2 separate regions of the Pan troglodytes genome follow, and region 1 is linked to region 2. A link is a contact called in public Hi-C data. All regions are on one chromosome and are shown on one strand. Each heading gives the region's core, a stretch centred on a gene start, on an enhancer-like site or on the middle of the called end of the contact. The rest is flanking DNA. Distances are from core to core; before and after follow the strand shown.

Region 1 (6,543 bases), core at 3,794-6,293, 160 kb before region 2:
TGGTCTCCAACTCCTGGCCTCAAGTGATCCGCCCACCTTGGCCTCCCAAAGTGCTGGGATTACAGGCGCGAGCCACTGTGCCTGGCCCTCACTGAATTCTTCACAAGGCAAATTCAGCAAATCTGATGTGAATGTGAAAAAGCTCGGCCAGTATCAGAAGCATCTCTTGTATGGTTGATGTCTCCATAGAGCCCTTCACCTACAGCATCTGTGAGGACTTTAGGGTCTATAAGGAACACAGCCTCCCTGGACAGCCTGCTCCATGGAGTTGGACTGGGTTTCTGCAGGGCTTTTACCTGCAGCCACAGCTGGGGGTGGGGTTTCATAATTACCAACAGTGGAAGCAGCCAGCATAGATGGAGACTTACGAGGGGCAGGAGCAGGAGGTGGGCGTGGGGAGGGAAGACACAGATAAAAGAGGCTCAGGTGGGGAGGAAGGGGGCAGCTTGAAAATATGGTGCCAGTGCCTACCAACACGAAATACATGCCTGCACATGACACAGCATCCCACTCCGAAGGACACTCTCAGAGATGCAGACACATCCCCACCGAGAGGCATGCAGGCTTCATAACGGCTTGATCCATCCCATTCACAAACGAAAATCAATATGAATGCCCACCCACGGGAAAATGGATAAATCAACAGTGGAACACTATACAGCAAATAAAAAGAGCAAACTATACCTACACACACAAAAACACAAAATCTGACAGACATAGGTTAAGAAAAAGAAACGACACCAAAGATTCCATATTGTATGATTCTATTTATATTATATAAAGTTCAACAACAGGCAAACTAATCAATGGTAACAGAAATCAGGATAGTAGCTGGGTATGGTGGTGCACACCTGTAGTCTCAGGTACTCGGGAGGATGAGGTGGGAGCATCGCTGAGTCCAGGAGTTCAAGCCTGCAGGAAGCCATGATTGCATCACTGCGCTCCCGCCTGGGTGACAGACTAAGACCCTGTCTCTAAAGAAAGAAGAAAAGAAATCAGAATGGTGGGGTGCTCACGACTGAGAAGCTCAGGGAAGCTTTCAGGAGTGCTAGTAATATTCTCCATCTTCATCTAGATAATGGGTAAAGGGTGTTTCTGCCTCATAAAAAACGTTTTGAGTTGTACACATAAAATTTTTGCACTTTACTATATGTATGTTATGTTGCAATATAAAAAAGCAATAAATGTATGAAAGAAGTAAAAAAAAAACACAATATAGTGCTGGGTGAAGAGGATCAGAAACAGAATGACATCAATAACCCAATACAGTTTAATAATTAAAAAGCACAGGCACATTAAGCAACAACACACATTTTGCAAGAACACAAACAAAAGAGACGCATGAGCCACACTAAAATGGTTCCCTATGGGTCAAGGAATGGGAGTGAGAAATAGGGATAAAAGGGAGCATGTTAATAATGAAACAAGAGCAGGGCCTTCCTAGGACCAGTGGGGATTATGTGCCATTCAAGAAAGAAAAGGAAGAGGAGGAGAAAGAAGGAGTTGGACTTTGGGAAATCTGGGCAACCCCCTGGGGTTTGTAGCACTGTTCAGGGGACCCCCGCTTGGTCTCTGATTGCTGGCATCCCAAACTCTGTGCAGCATGCTTTACACACACACGTTACCCTGTCTGCTGTCCTGGGAGGGCAGACATTGCTCACAGGGGAGACAGATCTCCTTCTGAAGGACTGAAGCTCTTACGGGGCCTGGATGTGGGAGGCTGGCAGCTCGGGCCCCACTGGAGTTCTGGGGAGAAGGGGATTTTGAGCTGGGGCTTACAGGTGACCTAGGATTCATTGTAGGCTGAGAAATGGACACAGAGGCAGGGGAATATGGTGCGTGGTGGAGTCAGGGGAATAACCCCATTAAGGAAAAAAGGTTCGTGGGCAGCTCATTCACAGGCCAGCGTGGGCCAGAGCCAGACTGCGGCACACATCCTCCGTGAGACCTGCCATGTCCAATAAAACCACTCGTGCTTTTATTTAACCAATACTTTTAATTAATTCACTTTTTTCTTAAGTGTTTTAAAAGATAGCATCGTGTAAAGATATACAAATGGCCAATAAGCACGTGAAAAGATGTTCAGCACCACTAATCATTAGGGAAATGCAAATCAAAACCATAATGAGATACCACCTAATACCCATTTAGATGGCTACTATTTTGAAAAAGAAATAGAGAAGTGTTGGCAAGGATGAGAAGAAACTGGAACCCTTGTGCAGTTGGTGGGAATGTAAAATGGGGCAGCTACTATTAAAAAAACAGTAGGGCAGTTCCTGAAAAAAATTAAGCATAGAATTACCATTAGATCTGGTAATTCCACTTCTGAGTATATACACAAAAGAATTGAAAGCAGGAAGGGATATTTATACGCCCAATGTTCATAGCATCATTATTCACAATAGCCAAACAGTAGAGGCAACCAAGTGTCCTATGATGAATGGATAAACAAAGTGTATTATATACATACAGTGGAATGGATGAATGGTTAAAAAAAAACTTGGAATATACCTACAATGTGATATGATTCAGCCTTAGCAAAGGAGGAAATCTGATACGTACTTCAACAGAGGTGAACCTCAAGGACATCATGCAAAGCAAGATAAGCTACTCACAAAAGGACAAATACTATATGATTCCACTTATGCGAGTAACTAGAATCATCAAAATCATAGAGACAGAAAAGAAGAATGGTAGTTGGGGAAGGGGGAACGTTTAATGGGTGCAGAGTTTCAGTTTTACAAGATGGAAAGAGTTCTGGAGATGGATGGCGAAGGTTACACAACGATGTGAATGTACTTAATGCCACTGATCCATACGCTTAAAAATGGTTAAGATGGACAATTTTATGTTATGTGTATTTTACCATAATATTTTAAAAGGTAGCGTTGTATCACTATTATAAATGAAAAACTTCTTGTCTCCTTAAGGTCTCCTTAAAACCTTGAGGTTTCCTTAAAAGACAATGCCACTCCCAAGTACAGGCTGGTGTGAATGTCGCCGTACATGCTGGTGCGTGATGAGGCTGTGCACCGAGACCTCATCTTGCTTTATTTAAAGGGGAGATCAGCAAGTGCCAGGGAAGTGTTAAAGGTGCTCTGGAACCAACTTTCTCCTTGACAAATTCAGAAGGGTTGAGAAAGCCACTTCCCCCCCACCTGATTCACAAAGTGGTGCTCGTGAGCTTCTATAATTGTTTCTTGTGCCAGGGGCCATGGGCACCTTACAGTTTGAAGACTCCTCCTTTATAAGGACAAAGGAGTAGAGGCCATGAGCCTCTTGGGCAGGGGTAGGCCAGGGCATGCCCAGCAAGAAGAGCAGGAGACCCTCACCGGGAAGAGCCCTACACAGGCCCTAGATGTGGCCCTGGGCTGTGGGGACAAGGAATTTCTGGGTCTTAGGTGCTAGAGCATGGGTACCTTGGTGCTAAGGACTCCTTGCCCTATGAAGGGCCCAGCTCAGAGCACTCTTTAGGTGCCAGGCCCAGGGCGAGGACCCTGCTGCTTTGGCCTAGGGTCTGTACTTGCCGAGGATAAGTAAATAAGTAAAAGCCGTTCTCCATAGGCCAGGGCATGGTTTATAAGGACTATGGTAGAGGATGGAAGAGAGGGAAATGGAGGGAGAAATTGTGAAGGATGTCTGCCAAGTCATCAATAGTGGACATCTGTTTTCTTTCTTTTTTCTTTTTCTGAGACGGAGTCTTGCTCTGTCGCCCAGGCTGGAGTGCAGTGGCTCGATCTCTGCTCACTGCAACCTCCGCCTCCCGGGTTCCAACGATTCTCCTGCCTCAGCCTCCCGAGTAGCTGGGACTACAGGCACGCACCACCACGACTAATTTTTTTATTTTTAGTAGAGACGGGGTTTCACCATGTTGGCCAAGCTGGTCTCGAACTCCTGACCTCATGATCCGCCCACCTAGGCCTCCCAAAGTGCTGCGATTACGGGCGTGAGCCACCGCGCCTGGCCGGTAGTGGGCATCTTAAGTTTTAGCCTGCACTGCATCCGTGCCCTTTCCTGGAAACAGTGCCTCAAATTTCTTTTTGGGGAGCTACCTCTTTTCCGGATTTTCAGAACATTTGGTTGTGCAAAGCTGACTCCACCCACTTCCCGCAGCAGGAGACAGGAGACTCAACCCTGGCTGCTCAGAAGACGCCAAACTTTCCCCCTCCGCCTCCCCACAAAGATCCTGTAAGTTCCTGAATTCGGCTGCACTGCCCCATTCTGCCTTTTAGCTGATACTTTATAGCGATGTGTATCTTTTAAACGCCATGGAGAGAGAAAATGAGAGTGGTGTGTGTGCGCGAGCGCGTTTCGGAAGGTGGAGGGGGGGTTCTCACTGCAACCCTCTGGTCCGGAGGCCCCTGGAGTAGTTCACCTAGTCACTAGAGCAGGGGCTCCCCGCGAGCAGGAGGTGAGTGAGCATCACCGCCTGAGCTCCGCCTCCTGTCAGATCAGGGCGGCGTTAGACTCTCATAGGAACGCGAACCCGGCTGTGAACTGCGCATGCTTGGGACCTAGGTTGCCCACTTCTTACGAGAATCTAACGCCTGATGATCTGAGGTGGAGCAGCCTCATCCCGAAACCACTTCAATTCCCTCAGTCCCTGGAAAAACTCTCTTCCTGGAAACCCGTCCCCCAGTGCCAAAATGGTTAGGGACGGCTACCCTAGAGGTCTTTCCCAACCACTCGTGTCCCTGCAGGTCCGGGCCAGAGACATCCCCCATCCATGATGTCAACTGCATGACGTGAATGTTAAATCTCATGACATTTAATTGTAAACATTTATTTTAAAGTTATGGCTTTCTTTTCCTTTGTAGTCTGTTCTCACACATTTCCATACGTCCTCGCAAATCTCCCGGGCTCCACGCCCTGCGGCTATCACGCCCGACAGAGAAACAACCAGCGCCAGCGGCTGACCCGGCTGCCCGGGCCCTCGTGCAGGCGGGCGGGAGCGGACAGGCCCTGGCACGCATGCGCCCGGGGCGGGGCTGCGCCCTAGGCCTGCGCGTTGCCGCTAGACCAGCGGTGGGAGGGCGGGGCGGCGGCGGACACGCGCCTCAGGCGGCAGCCGCGCGAGAGGGACTTTGTGTTCCTCTGACCCTCCTCGGGGCGCTTCCTCCCGTGCCGCCCTTCCCCTCCCCCGCCGCGTCCTTGCGAGGCGCCTCCCATTCGGTGGGACCGACCCGGGGGGATGGAGGGGGCACGCTTCTACAACCCTCCTGGGACCCCGAAGAGACGCCCGCGTGCGACCTGAGACGCCGCCCTCGCCGAGGGCCCATGGGCGCGTCCCCACGGGCGGGCAGTGGACGCGAGGGCGGCGAGCGGCGGGGCCGCGGCGTCCAAGAGGGCCGCGCGCGCGCGCGCTCCCGCCGCAGCCCGGGCCGCGCCCGCCCCGCCTCTAGGCGCCGGCCCCGGAGCCCGGTCCGCGAGCAGCGGCGGCTGCAGGAGGGACGATGAGCTGCGCGGGGCGGGCGGGCCCTGCCCGGCTCGCCGCGCTCGCCCTGCTGACCTGCAGCCTGTGGCCGGCGCGGGCAGACAACGCGAGCCAGGAGTACTACACGGCGCTCATCAACGTGACGGTGCAGGAGCCCGGCCGCGGCGCCCCGCTCACGTTTCGCATCGACCGCGGGCGCTACGGGCTTGACTCCCCCAAGGCCGAGGTCCGCGGCCAGGTGCTGGCGCCGCTGCCCCTCCACGGAGGTGAGTGCCGGCCCGGGGGCGGCGGGCGGTGGTCGCTGCATCCCGCGTAGGCGGCGGGGCTAGGGTTCCCGGCCCCGGCTCTGGCCCTGGCTCTCCCGCGCTGCCCGGCCGACAGCCCCAGCCAGGGTCGAGGCTTCCGTCGTGGACAGCCCGGCCTGCTCCCGTGGGAACCAGGCTCCAGGAGCGTGACTGGGTTTTTCCCTTCTTTTACAAAAGACTTGGAACGGTCATCTTTGCGTTCAGGCAGCTCGTTTGCTGGAGGGCATTGAGCTGGGAGTTTGCAGGGACAGCGTAGACAAAGGAGGTGGTGCAAGAGCGCAAAACTACTTCATGGGGAGGACGTCTCAGCCTGTATTTTGGAAGCGGCAGGTTCCTGAAATCACGGACTTAAGGCTGCGCTAGATCTGGAAGGATGCGGCCCTTTTCTAATATAAAAACGTGCCGTTTTTCTTAAGTGGTAAATTGGGGGGGGGGGCGTGTAAATGGAAAATGGACATCTTCCCTGTTGCTTTTGGCTCTTGTTCTTGCCCTAGTAGTTTTACTGTAATTTGACGCCTGAAAATGTCACATTATGAGGATCTTCTGACACTAATCGGAACTACTAGCCAAGGCTTTTCAGGTCACGGGTGCCGACCAAAAGGGAAATAGGTAAAATTTTCAAGAATTGTCTTTGAAACCATTAGGCTTAATGTCATGTTTTCCTGTAAACAAGGGCTTTGTTTAGTTGATTATTTGGTGTAAACATGTATTTGTTTAAATTATTAGTCATGGTTTGAAAGAAACCTTTTGCACATCGTGGAATATGATTTTTTGGGTTTTGGCCCACGCTGAACTTTTGGGAGA
Region 2 (6,086 bases), core at 457-2,956:
CATATCTCAGAAAATCAAAAAGAAGTAAGCTTAGCACGCACATACTAAGTGATCGATAAATGTTTGTTCTTTTTCTTCTTATAAAAAATCATTCTCGAGGAGTGGTCTCCAGGTCAGCAGCATCAACATCACCTAGGAACGAGTTAGCGGTGCAAACACCCTGGGAGGGAGGGGGCAGCAACCTGTGTGGCTGTTTTTTGTTTTGTTTTGTTTTCAGATGGAGTCTTGCTATATTGCCCTGGCTGATTTTGAACTCCTGGCCTCAAGTGATCCCACCACCTCAGCCTCCCAAGTGGCTGGGACTACAGCAGCCTGTTTGAATCAGCCTTCCAGGTGATCCTAATGTATACCCAATTTGAGAACCACTGGAATTAAGGAACAAGACGACTCTTTACCTCCTCTCAGGGTGTTAAAAAGTGCAGTTCTTCCAAATTCTTTCCCTCTAGAGAGCACAATGACAATATTAGTTCAAACTTCCAAGGTGTTGAAGAAAGCCCGCCTCTGCATCTTGAAAGCTGATTCCTATATCCAGCAACATTGAAGAAGACTGCAGATCACTCTGGGTGTCAACTGCGTGTACCTACATCCATCGCACCAAGATTCTTGAGTGCCAATCACAGAAACCCACCTGGAAGTCAGGTCCAGCTCCAAGGATGGTTTAACTGCCCCCTTCCCTTTGCCCTCTAGCCAGACCCTGGTGAGGGTTCCAGCCAGCAGGGTGACCCGACATCCCAGTCGACCCCGGACAGGCCCCAGGCCCGTTGTCCCAGGTGGAGTTGACAGCCCCCTCATGCAGAAGGCCGTGTGTGGACTGGCGCTGCCCCTGCAGGCCAACACTGGGAGACCAGGGACCCGCATTCGCCTGCAGCCAGCCTCACGCTTGCGCAGAAGCCGCCACTGGGCCCAGGGCCAGTCCAGACCCCATCCCCAGGGCCGGCCAGCCTCTGTGACCCGTCTGTCAGGGGAGGGGCAGCACTGATTTCCAAGGATGCAGCCCGTATCAGGGCCTCCTGGCACCTGCCCTGCGCTGGAAGATTCTAGTCTCCCGGCCCCAGTGTCAGAATTCTGAGAACTGGCCGGGCGCGATGGTTCACTCCTGTAATCCCAGGACTTAGGAGGCCAATGTAGGCGGATCACCCGAGGTCAGGAGTTCGAGACCAGCCTGGCCAACATGGTGAAACCCCCGTCTCTACTAAAAATACAAAAAAATTAGCCGGGCGTGTTGGCGGGCGCCTGTAATCCCAGCTAAAGAGGCTGAGGCAGGAGAATCACTTGAACCCGGGAGGCAGAGGTTGCAGTGAGCTGAGATTGCGCCACTGCACTCCAGCCTGGGCGACACAGCAAGACTCTGTCGAAAAAAAAAAAAGAAAGCTGAGAATTAGGAGGAACTGCAAACCCTTTCCAGGCGCCCTTTGCAGTGCTAACACGCCCCGGGTTGCACGCGCAACCAGCCAAAAGCAGCCAAACTCTGCTTCTTGACATCCTTCTCTCACACTGCACAGCTTTCAAAACGCCAGACGCCCTGCTCTGCACAGCGGCTCCCCTGTCTGCGGACTGGGCCGTTCCGTTCTGGGCCCAGGCCGGAGGCCGCGGGCTGCACCGCTCCAGGAGGCCAGGCTGGCGCGCGCCCGAGGCCGGGGTGAGGGGGCGGCGCGGAACTCGGGCCGCGTGCGTGAGCGCCACACGCCCGCCAGGGGGCGCCGCCCGCCCGGCCCCGCCCCGCCCCGGCCGGCTCCGCCCGCTCCGCACGCTCCGCTCCGGGACGCCGACGGCGGCGGGCGCTTCCGCCTCGCGGGCCTCGGCCCGGTGCGAGCGGCTCCGCGATGTGGCTGAGCCCGGAGGAGGTGCTGGTGGCCAATGCGCTGTGGGTGACGGAGCGGGCCAACCCCTTCTTCGTGCTGCAGCGACGCCGGGGCCACGGCAAGGGCGGCGGCCTTACGGGTGAGAGGCGCGCGGGCGGCCGGGCCTGTGGGCTGGCGGCGGGGCTGGCGGCGGGCGGCGGGCGGGTCCGGTTCCGGCCCGGCCTCGGCGCGTCGCAGCGGACACGCAGGCCAGCGCGCGGCGGGGCGGGGGCGCGAGGCCAGGACCCGGGAGCCGGGCGCGGAGGGGCCGGGGCGGGGAGGCGAGGGGCTGGCGGGAGGCGAATGCGCCCTCGGCGGGCTCTCCTCAGGTCGGCTCGGGGCGGCCAAGTGGAGACCGGCGGCGGCTTCTGCCCGGATTCGGCGCCCGCGAGCCCCGGGGGCCGTGCAGCTTCCCGGGACTTCACCGCCGAAAGTTGGCGAGACCGCCCTGTCCTCATCCTCCACCTCAGTTTCCCCAGGTGCCTCTAAGGGGCCAAGTGACGCCAGCGCACGTTTTCTTTTGCCCTCTTCTTCGTGCCCATCTCACCAAAGTATCGCCCTTTTAGCAAGATCAGAGGTCCCTGGAGCTGGCCGCACCCCCATTCCCCCAGCTTCTCCTCCCCCACCTTTCCTGCTCCTGGCTGCTCTCAGAGCTGCGCACCCAAGGCTGTGGGTAGCGGCACAGGGTGTTCCTGCAAGCTCGCCAAGGTGGCCCTTTGTGGGCCCGGGTGCCACCATCACACAGGATGAAGCTGGACAGGCACCCTTGGAGTCGTGCGGCCTGTGGGATCCAGGGGAGGCCCACAGGCCACTCCCTCCGCAGGTGGTGTCCAGGGCCCCTCATGCTCCAGGGCCTGCGCCCAGCACTGCAGGAGCCCGGCTGGCTCAGGCTCAGTGCCTGTGCTCTTCGGGGCACCGACTGTTGCCCTACAGGATTGCGGTCCCATTGTTGCCAGGTCGTCCAGTTTATCAAGAGCATTTTCTGTGAATCATCCTGATTTTCAGTGTGAGCAGCTAATAGCCAGATGCAGACGGAGGCTTCTCCTGGGCCACGTTTCTTCATGTGGAAGAGACTGTTCTGTTCCCAGGAACACTCAGTGTTCCCTTCAGCTTCGGGTTCCCTCCCAGTGGGCTTCAAGGATCTCGGGCTCCTGTGCTGGACCCGCCTCCTAGATCCAGCTGTTCAGTCGGCAGCCCCTGTGGCCAACCTCGAAGCTACTGCAAGCCCGATGAAGAAAGCGAGGGACCGGCACCTTTTCTTCCGCCAGCGCGCCAGGGTGTCATCAGCGCGCCAGTGTGTCATATTCGCTGGTGTACTTGAAACACTTGTGCTGTGCTCGGCAGGCTTATGTGGGTCGTCTCATTGAACGGGCGGGTGCAGGTGCAGCCCGGTCTCTGTACACCTCCTTCCTGCGGGCTCTTCTCCTTTCCACCTCACTCTCCATGTCCCCTGGGACCGAGCTCCCAGGGTCCCCCCAAGGGAACCCTTCTTTGAACCCTCTCCCAATCTCTCCCCACTGCTAGGTTTGGTGTGTCCTGCTGTGCCCTCTGACAGGGCCTTCCCTGTGCCATCATGGGCATTGTGGCCTCCTGAGTACTGTCCTCCCTGAAGAGGAGCAGACAGGGATGTGGTTTTATTCAAGCCATCTATTAAAAACATGCCAACCTAGACTTTTCATTAAAGAATCTGAATAGCTAGCTTGGCCAACATGGCAAAACCCCGTCTCTACTAAAAATATAAAATTTATCCGGGCATGGTGGCACGCGCCTGTAATCCCAGCTACTCGGGAGGCTGAGGCACGAGAATCGCTTGAACCCAGGAGGTCAAGGTTGCAGTGAGCCGAGATGGCGCCATTGCACTCCACCTTGGGCGACAGAGCGAGACTATCTCAAAAAAATATTAATGGACTATGAAACAAAAGTGTTAAAGTTGAATAACAGCAATAAAAATTGTTCTGACATCAACAGGAAAAATGGTAATAAAATATTTTCAGATCATGTCAAAAGCAGCACTTCGTTAAAAGGAAGAAAAAATTTCAAGTAAAAACAATAAACAGGTTTTTAGATTGCTCGATAATTCAATTAGTGAATCAAACAATGATAAAAGCTATATATTTCCTGATTTGTCAGAAAAATAGTGACACTGACAAAGATAGCATTACCTAAAATATAAAAGCAAAGATAGCGTTGCCACAGACTGCTTAATGTGTGTCATCTATCAAATGGGTATATGTGATGAGAAGAAAAACTTGAAATGCCCTCAAATGTTTCAGTTCAGAAATGAAAAAACTTTATATTTTCCCAAATTTGGCAATTCTAAAGATCGACTTCTTCAGTTATGATTTTTGAGGCTAAAAGAAACTTCTTTAAACTGTCGGTAATAAAAAATCAGTGAGTCATGGCAAAGGGGAGACATTATCTTTCTGTTCTTGATATGGAAAATAATGTTGCAGAATCATTGTCCTGTGTGTGAAGAAGCGATGAGTACAGGACCAGAACTGTCCGGAAGACGTATTTCAGGAGACGCGCCTGGCAGTTAGGAAAACATTGTGTTGGTTTTCTGGATTTTGTGATATTTCTGATATTGTTCTTTTTTAGCTTTAACGTGTAGCTCTGTACTTTCTCGGTCTAAAGCAATACTTGTTTTGTAGTCTAGTTTTGTATACGTAAAGAGGGCTTCCCAGAATTGTTTAAGCTCTGGCCCCATGAAACTTGTATCTGCCTCTGCCTACAAGTGTTTCTGAGCCGGGAGAAGAAGCAGATGCTTCCAGGAAGAAGTAGAAGGGGATGGTTTTGATCGGGATCAGACACTGGCTGAAGGCCTTTGACCGCGGGGGTCATTCCGGACGTTTCCCTCGTTGGGCTGGACCCTTTGGGTAGCGTCACCATCCTGTCTGCCTCCGGCCAGACTCAGCCTTCAGGGGCCTCAGTCCGGCCCTCCCCTCACCCTCTATGTCTCTCTGCCCTGTTCCCAGGTCTTCTCGTGGGCACCCTGGACGTGGTGCTGGACTCCAGTGCCCGCGTGGCCCCTTACCGCATCCTGCACCAGACCCAGGACTCCCAGGTCTACTGGACAGTGGCGTGTGGTAGGTGCCGTGAGTGGTGAGGGGTGCTGGGCAGGGCCTGCCCTGGAAGGGCCGTTGCCGGGAGGAAGGGGTGTGTAGCCCACGTGTCTGGGTGGTGTTCCCTGCTGACAGCACAGCCCAAGGCTGCAAGAGGGAAGTGGAGGAGCCTTCGCTTCCATCTTAGAAAGGCAGCTCCGTGGCCCGGTGCGGTGGCTCACGCCTGTAATCCCAGCACTTTGGGAGGCCGAGGCGGGCTGATCACGAGGTCAGGAGATCGAGACCATCCTGGCTAACACGGTGAAACCACGTCTCTACTAAAAAATACAAAAAATTAGCTGGGGGTGGTGGCGGGGGCCTGTAGTCCCAGCTACTCGGGAGGCTGAGGCAGGAGAATGGCGTGAACCTGGGAGGCGGAGCTTGCAGTGAGCCGAGATCACGCCACTGCACTCCAGCCTGGGCGACACAGCGAGATTCCGTCTCAAAAAAAAAAAAAAAAAAGAAAAAAAGAAAGGCAGCTCCACTGGTCATGGGGACAGGGCAGGAGAGGACAGCCCCATGGATCCCCATGTACCTCTAGGGACGCAGGTGTGGGGCTAGCCAATGTCCACATTCTCATGCCACCTTTTCTCAAGATAGACATAGTCGGCCTCATTCAAAGATTCCATATTTGCAAATTGGCCTACTCAATAAAATGTATTTGCAATCCCCAAATCAATACTTCCAGTGATTTTGTGGTCATTTGGAGACACTCATGGACACATGCACGTTCAAAGCAGTGAAAAATTTGAGTCGCCTGATGCCCATGTCCCCAGCTGAGGCGGAACAGGACGACGCTTTGCCTTCTTGATTCAGCTCTCATACTGCACTCACGTGTCCTGTTCAGTCTCTGCAGTGCCATGTTTTTCCCATGTTTGTGCTCGTTGCTGATGACTTGGCTGTTTAAAATGGCTCCCAAGCATAGCGCTCTTGTTCCTAAGAGCAAGAAGGCTGAGTTGTGCCTTGTGAAGGAGATCCGTGCATGAGAGCAGCTTCGTTCAGGCGTGAGTGATAGTGCTGCTGGCCGTGAGCTCAATGCCAGTCGATCAGGAATATGTATTAAATAAGGCATCTTTAAACAGAAACACATGTAAAACAGTTATGTATCGGTCAGTCGACAGAAGTGTGATTAGAGGCTCCAGGA

Evidence for each region. Hi-C and Micro-C count contacts between places; a contact is called where the count stands out from the background.
Region 1: a Hi-C map of stem cell-derived neural progenitor cells shows a contact between it and region 2, with 3 times the contacts expected there. The contact joins the promoter of RNF130 here to the promoter of TBC1D9B in region 2. A contact is called at or near these places in 1 of 7 Hi-C or Micro-C datasets (stem cell-derived neural progenitor cells) and 1 of 1 datasets of contacts at active chromatin or transcription factors (stem cell-derived excitatory neurons).

Annotation. Positions count from the first base shown.
Region 1 is chr4:177,537,376-177,543,918 of NHGRI_mPanTro3-v2.0_pri, reverse strand. RNF130 (ring finger protein 130) reads left to right here and starts at 5,043. Exons shown (of 9, transcript XM_009450321.5): 1 at 5,043-5,700. The coding sequence starts at 5,454.
Region 2 is chr4:177,369,681-177,375,766 of NHGRI_mPanTro3-v2.0_pri, reverse strand. TBC1D9B (TBC1 domain family member 9B) reads left to right here and starts at 1,706. Exons shown (of 21, transcript XM_054684855.2): 1 at 1,706-1,941; 2 at 4,817-4,927. The coding sequence starts at 1,824.